Regions from separate parts of the Gossypium hirsutum genome. Here region 2 is linked to region 1. Evidence: chromatin contacts called from public Hi-C data. All regions are on one chromosome and are shown on one strand. The core of a region is the stretch at or near the end of the contact, and the rest is flanking DNA. Distances in the headings are between cores, read along the strand shown.

What was found. Hi-C and Micro-C count contacts between places; a contact is called where the count stands out from the background.
Region 2: a Hi-C map of leaf shows a contact between it and region 1, with 4 times the contacts expected there. The contact joins the promoter of LOC121230347 here to the enhancer-like site in region 1. A contact is called at or near these places in 6 of 34 Hi-C or Micro-C datasets (hypocotyl, leaf and seedling).

The regions. Positions count from the first base shown.
Region 1 is chrA06:4,644,436-4,650,371 of Gossypium_hirsutum_v2.1, forward strand. No RefSeq gene overlaps it. Among protein-coding and RNA genes, the nearest start is that of TRNAM-CAU, 4.4 kb to the right of the region's middle. Within about 2 kb of position 2,601, at least 4 of the 9 cell types and tissues checked have an H3K27ac peak or open chromatin away from gene starts, as enhancers often do.
Region 2 is chrA06:4,742,564-4,748,499 of Gossypium_hirsutum_v2.1, forward strand. LOC121230347 (multifunctional methyltransferase subunit TRM112 homolog A) reads left to right here and starts at 3,242. Exons shown (of 1, transcript XM_041114954.1): 1 at 3,242-4,057. The coding sequence starts at 3,466. The coding sequence ends at 3,840. LOC121230348 (a long non-coding RNA gene) reads right to left here and starts at 5,319. Exons shown (of 2, transcript XR_005928281.1): 1 at 5,070-5,319; 2 at 4,435-4,692.

The DNA of each region.
Region 1 (5,936 bases), core at 1,351-3,850:
TTAATTTATTTCGTGTACGTTGTTTACTCCTTATAGTAAACTGATACTTAAAAAATTTCAAATTATATAAGTCTTGAGATTAATATTTGTCAACCTAGAAGTAGAATATAACCAAATTAGGTACCTTAAACCCTTGATTAAATGATGTAATTACCTTTATAATAATTCAAATTAATCCCTTTTTTAACTCCTTAGTACTTTGATTTTCCCAAGAAAACATATTAAAATCCAATAAATTTGATATTGGAAGGAAACAGCTATAAGAAAGTATAGTTGTTGGAGAATAACGAGCTGGATTATTTCATCTTCTTTCTTTTTACACTCACAAAGAAGAACGAAAGAAAAAAGATTTGATTTCTTCCTTTTGGTTGTGGTCATAGATGACCCACCTCCACCCATCTAACAAACCCCAATCAATGGCTATTTAAAAGTTGCAGTCTCTTTGCATATTTTCAGCCCATGTTGACAATTTTAATGCTTCTTTTTTTTTTCTTCCAACAATATTCCTCCCTCACAGTCTGCCACTTATTATGGAAGTCATCCTTCATTTCCCCCACCAAAAAGATTTGCCTCTCCCTTCTTTTTCCGTGTTGATTTTTTTTATATAATATTAAATTTAATCCTCAATATTTACATCTTTCATCAATATGATCTTTATTTTTATTCACAAATTGAATTTGCCAAAAAACTTAAATAACATAAAAACACTATTTCATTACCAGATATACAAAACCCTGAATTTGATTTTGCATAATATTTTTGTAGGTAATGCTCATGAATACGAATATTGACAGCAAAGATTCGTTCTTTGTTATGGGCTTATAAAAAATAGTTTCAAATAATTCAATACTTTGCAGCTTTATTTATCAGCTCATGCAATATGTTCAATGCTGCTTCTTTTTTTCTTTCTTCTTTTTTAATGTGTGAATTTTCCATTATCATATTAGCTTTAACCAGTTAACCAAATTTGGGATAACAGTAAATGAACAATTGCAATTGGTCTTAACAAAATCTTGCTTCTGTTTTAAAGCAAAAAAAAGTTCTAGACCCATGGAAAGGGACTTTTGTCTGAAAATATAAAGCCTGACACAAAATATTAATTTTAAAAAATTAGTTGTTTCAATGATTCTGGTAAGTTTATAATGTCACCATGCAATTAAGCTTGAAGGTGTAGAATTTAAGAGCTATATTTGAAAGTTGAAATCCTTACTTTAAGAGAAAATTTGAGTTTAGTTTTTTAAGATGATATAATTGAGAAAAATTGTTACAAACTCGAAAATAATTAAATTTTATAATCAAGTAAAAACTAATAAAGATTGAAAGTTGAAACCCTAAACTGCTGACTTTTTTGTAGTATTAATTTAAGGAGATTGATGATTAGATGGGGGCCTATGATGATGATGAATATAACTAACATCTGGCTTTAAAAATAGATCACCAAACTGGACGCTTCAAATTTTTTTTTATAGATTCGTGGTGGAGTCGCCTGAAAATGAAATGCAAAAGGAAAAACAATATTGACTTTTGCCGCCGGAAGGAAGGATTGGTGGCCAATGTAGAATATTTACGACACTGGTTAAAGTTTTTATCAAATACTCATTTGACATAAATTCAAATTATATTATTTGTATTCCTCACTTTAATATATATAAAATTAAAAACACGAAACAAATATAATATAATATTATAATCAAGTGTGTTTATGGGTCGGGCATTTTAAACTATGGGTATTGGAGATATGTTTAGGGCGTATGTATATTTTTAAAAATTATTAATACATTCATATTCATGCCATCTAAATAAGAATTTCTAGAATATAAGGTAAAGAATACTTTAAAATAAGGTTTGTCCTATTTTGATTATTTTAAAAGAATTTCTCAATTTAGTCAATTTAATTAAGATAATTGTTCGAATTAGTCACTATTATTAAAATTTTTGTTAATTCACTAACGAATGCTGATGTGACATATTAATCTATAAAGTGATTGACATATTACATTTCCTTTTATTTTTGAATAGATTTATAGAGACCTCTTCATAATTAATCCAAAATACTTTCTTTTAATGTTGATGGATACTTAACATCAGCTGCATCATGGCATAATTTGCAGTTGAACTTGAGTTTATCACCACTTAAATTCATCCTCACCAAAGCATTCATTGTTAAAATTCGTGTCCACTTAAAATTTGCAGGAGGGAGATTATGTTCTAATCCTTGATTTCTAGGGACAATGAGATCCTCCATAACATTACAAAGATACCAATCCATGTAATTTTACTGGGAAATTTTTTTACCAAAAGTAGAAAAGAAAATCATAGAAAAGCCCACAAATTAAAACAAACTCTCTAAAACCCCATCAAGCTTTTATACTCTCCATTACCAAATAATTTCATGGGAAATTATAAATAATAAAAAATTATTGCTTGCCTTTTTAATCACTAAACAAGCAATATTCAGAGCATATTGATATGAAGAATCAAGATGTTCTTATCTCTAATAAGTGTGCTTACTGCTGAAATTTCCAAATCCTCCCAACAAAGAAGAACCCAAGTGCTTTGGGGTCTGAAGTTTTAAAAGTTTTCCTTTACTGCAGTTCACATGGATGAGAACTGAAGCCTTCCAAAGGCTTTGGGGTCTATTCAGTGCTAGTTCAACAATCAACGATCTTAACAAAAACCCCATAGGTAACAAACAAGGTGGTCAGCTATGGTGGAGAATACCCTAGCCAAAAGTTGCTGTCTCTCAAATAATCCAATTAGACTTTGGTTCATTCCGATTGCAATCTACTCCAATTTGATTAAACCGAGACTAGTTAAAATAAGAAATATATCTACATGGAGAAGAATATTGTCATACAACATAAAGAGAAGAACTAGAGTAGTGGTTTTAGGATTTTTTGCAAAAACTAAAACTCTCCTCTTTCTTTATCCCCTAATTAGGCTTGTGTATGATCTTTCAATACAAAACATGCTACACAATGCATGGGCTCCAAGTAAGAGCTAGTTTTTTAATTAAATATTGGGCTCTTACTAAAATATCATTTACATGTAGGCCTAATTGATTTAATTTTAATTAACTTGGACTTAATTAAATTGTCTAATAATAAAATTAATTCAGTAAAATAATTTTTAATACCCAAATGGTTCAATTAAAATCATTTTTACCCAATGGCTACATGTTTGCTAATTTTCTTAGATGGTTACCGGATAAATTTTGATCACACCTTTGGTCATCCAGATCACATTTGTATGAACTCAAATTTTGATAGATTGATCGAAATTACCTTCTTAGTAATTAAGAACCATCAATTTGCTAACTCAATTTGCCTTGGATTAAATCTTTCATTCAATTAGGTCATATTTAATTGAAACCCAAGTTTAACCCTTATTCCTCGTCTTATCATGTGTAACCCATTAGGTTCTCAAAAGTGGTAATAGACATAAAATTACTTGGTTAAAAACAAACCATGCTTAAAGCTTAAGAGTAGGATCTAACAATCCATCATGACACCTAAATTGTCGTTAGGTTAAGATAATTTCAATGAAACCTTTTCGTGGCTAGCTTTATAGCGTAATATGGACCTACCAAACTATCGCTTATAGTGGTAGATCAAATGACATGTCTTTAATATCACTTATAGTGGTAGATCCTCACTAGATATGATTCGTGTTACGGCTAGACATCCTACCTTAAACATCTATCAATATAGAGCTCGTTTCATGATGAGTCAAAACATAACATTCCTCATATAATATGACATTGCATCTCAAGTCAAAGGATTAATTTGCATGGCGGCCACATGAAAACTTGTTCTAAGGCACTTAAGTGATTCTATCAAATGGAGTTCTCGTTATTAGGAATTTTATGCCCTTAGTGTAGTAATTCTATCATATTTGATAAAATATTAAATGGTCAAACTGATTATTCATGGAACTAAACAAATGTTATTCATTATCTCTATGCTAGTTTGTCATCAATAGTTTTTGTATGCAAAGCAAAATGAATAAGAAAATATTGACTCATTGATTACCTAAGGTTTAACTAATACTAAATTGCATTCTATGGACGAATTATAATATGAGAAAACAACTTATATTATTAGGTAATCTAAATCGTCCGTAATATGCAAAATCAAATTGAGAAAATACTTTAAATAATAGAGGAATATTATGTTGTCTATAAGGCCAATTTGGGAGATAGCTTGTCTTGGCTATCGGAGCTAGAATGACTCTCAGAAATAAAGACATAAATGTGATTGTCTGTACTAGCAATACATTGGATAAGTCCCAAGTTGAAATTATCTTAGATTTGCTTATGGGTTTATTCGCTTGTGAAGTTTATGGCGAGACTTATCTAAATCTTGAGTAAGTGAATAACCATGTGCGCGTAATTCATGTGCTTTATATATTGAAAACTTGTGCTCACATGATAGTTGGATGAAAGTTGGCATGTAAGTATATAACTTACACACGATATGGTTTCACTCATAATAGTGGATCATAGCTTGATAAAAGTAAATGATATCATTTCATTTACATTGCATGGATTATGAAAATGAAATCTCACCAGGGGTCTTTTTTAAAAGATAAATTATTTCACCATTGTTAATTTGAGTAACGATCATTTTCATTACAGAAGATACAATGGTAACCATGAGATAAAATTAATTACATCAGGAGAAAGGATTTAAGGGATCATAGATATCCTATGAGGGAAACACACATATGATAAGGTTATTGGACTAAAGCTTGAAATCAATAGCTTTCATGATGGTATATAATAGGGAGTCATGATATTCTGTAATTGTCAATCGAGAAAGAGGTGGCACTTTCGAATGGAGTTGATCATAACATGAAGGTTTTTCATCTTCGAATAAGTATGAGGTGGTTATGAAAGCTAATTAGTGAAAGAGGTATTTGACGTAGGAATTAATTTGAAAGTGTGAAGTACCTTAAAAGGTGAGGCAATTTCTCTGGCTTGTCTTTTAGGAGCAGTTGTTGATAAACAATAAGAGGTTTAGAAGGCACATTAATGATATTGAACAGTGTCATTGTAGTGTTGATGTAGAATTGTGCATTCATGTATTAAGGAACTACGATTTTTCTAGGGGCATTTGGCAAGTTGTTGTCCCTGTGAATATTTTAGAGACATTGTTCTATTTGGCATTACAATAGTGATTGTTATGGAACATCAATAATGCAGGAAAGTGTGAGATTAATGGAGCAAGATGGTGCTTTTTTTATATTATTCTTAACTAGATGATTTGGAAAAATTGTAATGAGCTTGTAGTTAATAAAGGCCAATGCAACAACAAAGACTTCATGGTTTAGTGTCTTTCTTGGGTGTGTAGTCTATAAGTTAGGGTTTCATAACACAATGTGACTATCTAGTATGATATTACAATTCACGGTCTCATTGTAAGATGGTTGGATCAAACTTAATTTGGATGCATCTATGGATATTAACTCGAACCTTGCAATAATATATGGAGTTCTACAATATCTGAAACTTCGATTGCTCGTTACACTAAATGCCTGAGATTTGTTGGTATATTTCAAGTAGAAGTCAGATATTTACTTGATGAATTACTCCCAGCTAGTGGCAGAGGATTCCAAAAAATTAAAGTCAAATGTGATAATGCGCTACTGATTAGTATGATGAACAACAGTCATTTTGACCCTTACGTGAATTATACAGGCAATATTGGCAACTTATTTTCTCTCACATTTGAAAGAACCTTAAAACGTGTGTTGATTTCTTGGCTAAAATGGGCAATACTCTAGAGTCTAATTTGGGAATTCTTGATTGGCCTCCAAAAAGGGTATTACAATTGTTGCATCAAGATAATAGTGATAGAACCACTATGCTAAGTAATGTTTGCTATTCTTTGTTAAGATTCTACTAAATTTCTTTTGGGTAAACTACACCCAAGTTT
Region 2 (5,936 bases), core at 1,992-4,491, 99 kb after region 1:
ACACACTATCATCCCGTTCTATAATAGCACAATCTAGTTCCAACATAGCTGTTGCAAACCAAAAATAAAAATTAAACTAACAAAGGAGACAATGATCAAATGAAGAATTAACCATAGGAACATTCTATAGCCAAACAAATTTCCACAATATCATCGTCATTTCAAAAATTAGCGGACAAGGCTACTACTAAAGTAAATAAGTCTAAACATGGTTATTGCTAAAGTAAATTGTAATAGACTGTTACAACTCATTACCAACACTTACAATGTCTAAATACAATTTCATGTTTTATATTTTATAAAGAATCAAATACTAATTCATATAGTTTGAGATTGTCTAGAGATAAAAAAAATAAAATAAAGGTTATATAATATCCAAATAATATTAAAAGCGGCAGCGAAACAACATTAAAAGCAGCAGTGGAACAACATTAAAAATGATAGTGAAACAGCACAAAAAACAACCTACAAAATGTAATCAACCAACCAAAATGCTCAAATTTAAAGTGCGGAAAAAGAATTAAAACTTTAAGTTGCCCCAAATGTAATAAAAGATAAAAAACACTTCTGATTTGAGAATACAACTTATTATGTGCTTATCATGCTTTCTCCTATAGCTCGACTATCTTACTCCAACATTATGTCATTCAGGTTCTTTTTAATGCTAACAATCAATTTAGCTAACATAGTTTGGTACAAGGCTAAATAATTTAAGCTGAAAATTAAGTTACAAAACTCAAGTCTTGAAAACTAGGATGATCCGATTTTGACCATTAACAATTACCCATTTTTCTAAAAACTTAAATCACATGTAAATTAGTATGAATCTCTAACACCCTACATCAATGGCAAAAAAAAAAAAGTTAATAGCTTTTGAGGTACTTTAACAGTGAATTCAAGCTTTAAATAATTGGGAACCTTTAAACAGTGAATTCCAACACCCTACATCAATGGCAAAAAAAAAGAGTTCAAGCTTTAAAAAAAATTGTTAGTTGAAGAACCTTTAAATAATTGGGAATTCAAACTTTTGGGACACTTTAACAGTGAATTCAAAACTTAAGGTATAATGCAGCCTGGCTATTTACTTTTAAATTATTGATTTTCTATATTCGATAAAGAAATTTTAAACTAGAGCTTCTTCTTATATGAATTCATTCTATCATTTGGATAGAGCTTTTTTTTATTTTTAATCTTGTCTTGAATGTGTACTATATAATTGGGATTGCATACTACAGAAATCCTTTGGCTGTGATTTTCTTCTATATTGACTACAGTATAGAAAAGTTTATGCCACTGCTTCTTCTGCCATTGCTGTCATTACTATTGCAATAGTGGCCTATATGGCGTGTTCCAATAGTTGCCAATTTGTTAGGACTTTCAATAAATACATATGTGGGTTTACATTTGGTCTAATGGTATCTCCATGTATTATATCCTGTGTTGCAGTTTACCAATACATTAGCATAGGAGATCCTTACGGACATTCATACCAGTTCAAAGCAAGATTGTTGCAATCTTATGCTAATACTACTAAAGCAGAATAATCTTATATCCTGTGTTGCCGTTTACCAATACAATAGCATAGGAGATCCTTACGGACATTCATACTAGTTCAAAGCAAGATTGCTGCAATCTTATGCTAATACTACTAAAGCAGAATATCTTGTAAAAAAAAAGAAGTTCAAGCTTTAAAAAAAATTGTTAACTCTAATAAAGTTGAAGAACCTTTAAATAACTGGGAATTCAAACTTTTGAGATACTTTAAAAGTGAATTCAAGACTTAAGGGTATAATGCAGCCTGGCTATTTACTTTTAAATTAGCATTTTCCATATTCGATAAAAAATTTTTAAACTAGAGTTTCTTCTCATATGAATTCATTCTATTATTTGAATGGGGCTTTTTTTTAATCTTGTCTTGAATGTGTACTACATAATTGGGTGGCATACTACAAAAATCCTTGGGCTGTGATAACATAAGATTCAATCATTATGATGCTCAGCTAGATATTTATACATCTCCAAAGCTGCCCTTTTGTCTTTATAAGGCAGGAAAGTCGAGCTAATTTTTATAAAGACGATGACAACATAAGATCCAATCATCATGATGCTCAGCTAGATATCTGTACATCTCCAAAGCTACCATTTTGTCTTTGTAAGGCAGGAAAGTCGAGCTAATAAGCTATTGCAAACCAAAAATAAAAATTAGACTAGATCATATAACCGAGAATATGCTAAACATTGGAATTAAAAAGATGCAACATAGTCTAACCACATTTAAAGACTATCGTTAGAAAATATAAACAACCAGAGCCTAAAAGCAAAATTATTGAAAATATATAAAAAAAATTATTACTTTTTATTGTTAAGTCGTTATAACCAAAAACAAATAAACTATTTAACACCAAAGAGAAAAGAAATTTATTTTGTTAAGTACAAAAATCAAAAATTTCAAAAGAAGAGAAATATAATAGAGAATGTGATAGCTTGTTCATTTTGCATATTTTTCATGCTTAACTCGATTTGTTCTTAAATTAGTTCCTGGTAATTGGTGAATTTTGTGTTTAAATATTGACGGGGATGAAATTCGGGTGTTTTAAATTAAAGACAAGCAAAGAAAGGGTTAAATTAAAGCATGGGAAATAGAACAGGGACCGAATCATAAATTTGGGACATTTGAAGGACTGATCAGATTTTGACATTGTAAAAGCCAAAATTAGAAAAGAAATCTGAAATTAATTTATGTAGTTAGTGGTAGGTAGAACGAACCTAAAATTAGCATATAGTTTATGTATAAATAGGTGGTGTGGTACACTTGAAAAAACACACATTGATTTGCCTGGCAATTAAATAGAAATCAATTTATTTTTCTTTAAAAAAGCCTTCGGTCACCATTTCTTTTTTTATTCTTTTAACTCATTGAGTACCATAATATTTCATTGCATGGTGTATAGGAAATTAACTTGGGAAAAACATAATGGAAATGGAACTTTGGTGGTCAATAATGTCTGTTTCTGGGCAGGGTATATGGCCTACCCCAGCCAATGAGAGTAAGGGGACTAAAACGAAATTTGCCCATCTAGCTAAAGAAGTTTAGTCCTTTCTTACGTGGCTTCATCCCTGAACCCTTTCCATCACTTGAGTTAGGCCCAATTGTAGATTTAATAATATTTCTATTTAATTTAATACCAAAAAATGGTATATCTTGAGCTATGCCTAATTTCTAAGGTTGGGCTAACAAAGCCCAAATCAAAATTGGGCCAACAATTTACTATATTACCCCCAAAAATTGACCACACAAGGAGGATAGATTCGTCCTTTAAACGATACAAAACCCATCACAAGAGACAAGGAACTTTACAAAATCCCCAAGGAACAAGCTAAGCATAAACCAGCCTAGTGCTTTTTGTGCTTAATATAACGGCAAAGCCCGAAACGAAGAAAGCAAAGGGAAAACAGAGGAAAGAGATGAGGTTGCTAACTCACAACATGTTGTCGTCAAACATCAAGGGGGTAACCAAGGGCTTCCCTCTCAAGATTGAAGTGGAGAAAGTGGTGGAGAAGCAAGTCGAAATCAACCACGATTTCCTCAGGAATATATTTCCCAAGATCGATTGGAAAGCGTTTTCCGATGCTGCCAGAACTATGGGCTACGTCGAGCTTCCTGAGCAGGCACCTGATCCGTCGGTGCTAGAGTCGGACCTGGACTTCTTGACGAAGTTCCACCATGCCCTTTTGGAGCTTCATCTTGAGGAAGGTGCTCTTGTTTGTCCCGAGACTGGCAGGAAGTTTCCGGTTAATAAGGGAATCCCCAATATGCTTCTGCATGAAGATGAGGTTTAAGGGAATGGTGGTTGATACGGCTGCGCCACTGGGCCTCACCGGTTTTTAATTAGGGTTTATAGTCTTTCATTTTCTTTTTGTTTGTGTTGTTTTAATTATCATGTCACTGATTTTAATTTATTAAATAATGCATTTTAATGAATCAAAGTTGCGATGCATTTATCAGTATTCATAGAAAAGCTTCTGATCGAAATAATAATAATGCAATTTTAATTTATTATGATTAGTGTAAATCATTTCATTTAAATTATTAAATATAATTAAAAATATTAATTATTTTTATATTAAATTGTTATCGACAGTGATGAAATTTACAATTTTTTTTAGTTATTTTTAAATGAAAATATAAAAGGGTTAAAGCACAATTATGCTAGTGAATATTGAATTGAATTATAATTTATTATAATTGTTATTAAATATATATATATTGAAAAAGCTTTCATTAGGCAAGAGAAGTAGTTGAATGTAAAATTAGTATAATAAGAAAGTTATTTTATTTAAAAAATACAATGATAAATATGAATTGAATTAAGATAAAATGGTAAATTCTAATTTTAAAATGGAAATTTATAAATGTTGACGAGATAATCTATCAATTTTGAAGTGATAGATCTTTCAAATTTAATAAAATAGTTTTTAAATAAAATATTTGCATAGCCCAAATTATACCCGGGCTAAAAAGCCCAATATTTAAAAAACCAACAGCCCAAAACCCTTTAACACTAGCCCATAGCAATTAGAAAAAAATAAGAGAAGAAGACTAAAAAACCTAGCCACCGTCCCTATGCTTGACTGTCGGCTAACTACCCTGTCCCATCGCCCATACCGCCGCTGGCCACCGCCCACTTGCGCCTGCAAATTTAAAGGCAAAAATGTCAAGCCAATTAAAAACTACTTTGTAAATGGCTATATAAGCCTTGCAATGTTATGTATTTTTCTCTCTGGACAAAAAAAAAATAAAAAAGAGATTCAAAAAAAAAAAAAAAAAGATTCAAGAAAACAGGAGCAAAAAATATAGTGATTCCAATAATATCAAAGCGAGAGAATTGCATCGAATAAAATCCAATATCAGAAATCGAAAAATCAAGAAGCAAATACCTAAAGTGATTGTGTTTTCTTTTATTTTATCATTTTATTTTTATCTATTGATTTGCATGCATATTTATATTATAAATACATAAAAAAAATATAATACAAAAAAAAGCACAAAAAATAATAAAAAAATTTACCTTTTTCGATTTTCCTGCCACCGTGTGCGGTGGCCGGCTGTGACTGGCCGGAGTCCTCGCCGGAGCATGTACCTGCAGAGAAAAAAAAAGTGAAAGCTGAGTTTTTTTTAAAAAAAAGATGAGAAAGTGATTTTTTTAAAAAAAAAATTTGGCCTTAAATAGACCTCCAAAACAACGTCGTTTTGGGCAGGCCTTTTAAGCACCAAAACGACGTCGTTTTGAGCCTTAACCCATGGCCGACCCGCGACCCGACCTGCTCCAACTTCAGGATCCGCGTGTTTTCATTGGAGGGGCTATTTTCGCATTTAGTCCCTCCGCTTCTTTTATATTATGCAATCAAGTTTTTTAGTTTTTTTAAATTTGGACTCAAAATTTGTTGTGATTTATAATTGGGTCCCTCTGCTGCTATGCGTTTTAGGCCGAATGGATTTATTTCATTACTAGTCCCTGCACTATTTTTCGCACATGCAATTTAATCCCATTCCCTTTATTTCTTTTTAAATTGGTCCCAAAACTTCATTTTTAATTCAATTTTGTCCTTTTTTCACTTTTTCTCATTATTTTATTTTAATTTTAATATTATATATACTATTATATTTTATTACTATTATTATATTTATTATTTATTAGCATTAGTATTATTTTCACTTAATACTTATATGTATATATATTATATAGTATTATTAATAGTTTTTTATTATTATTATTTTTTTAACCTTATATTATGTATATATTCTTTTAATATATTAGGTATATTTTAAATTCTATATTATGTATATATATATTTTTATACTATATTATGTATACATTCTTAAATATTATTAGTTATATATTTTTATGTTATCATATATATATATGTGTCTAATG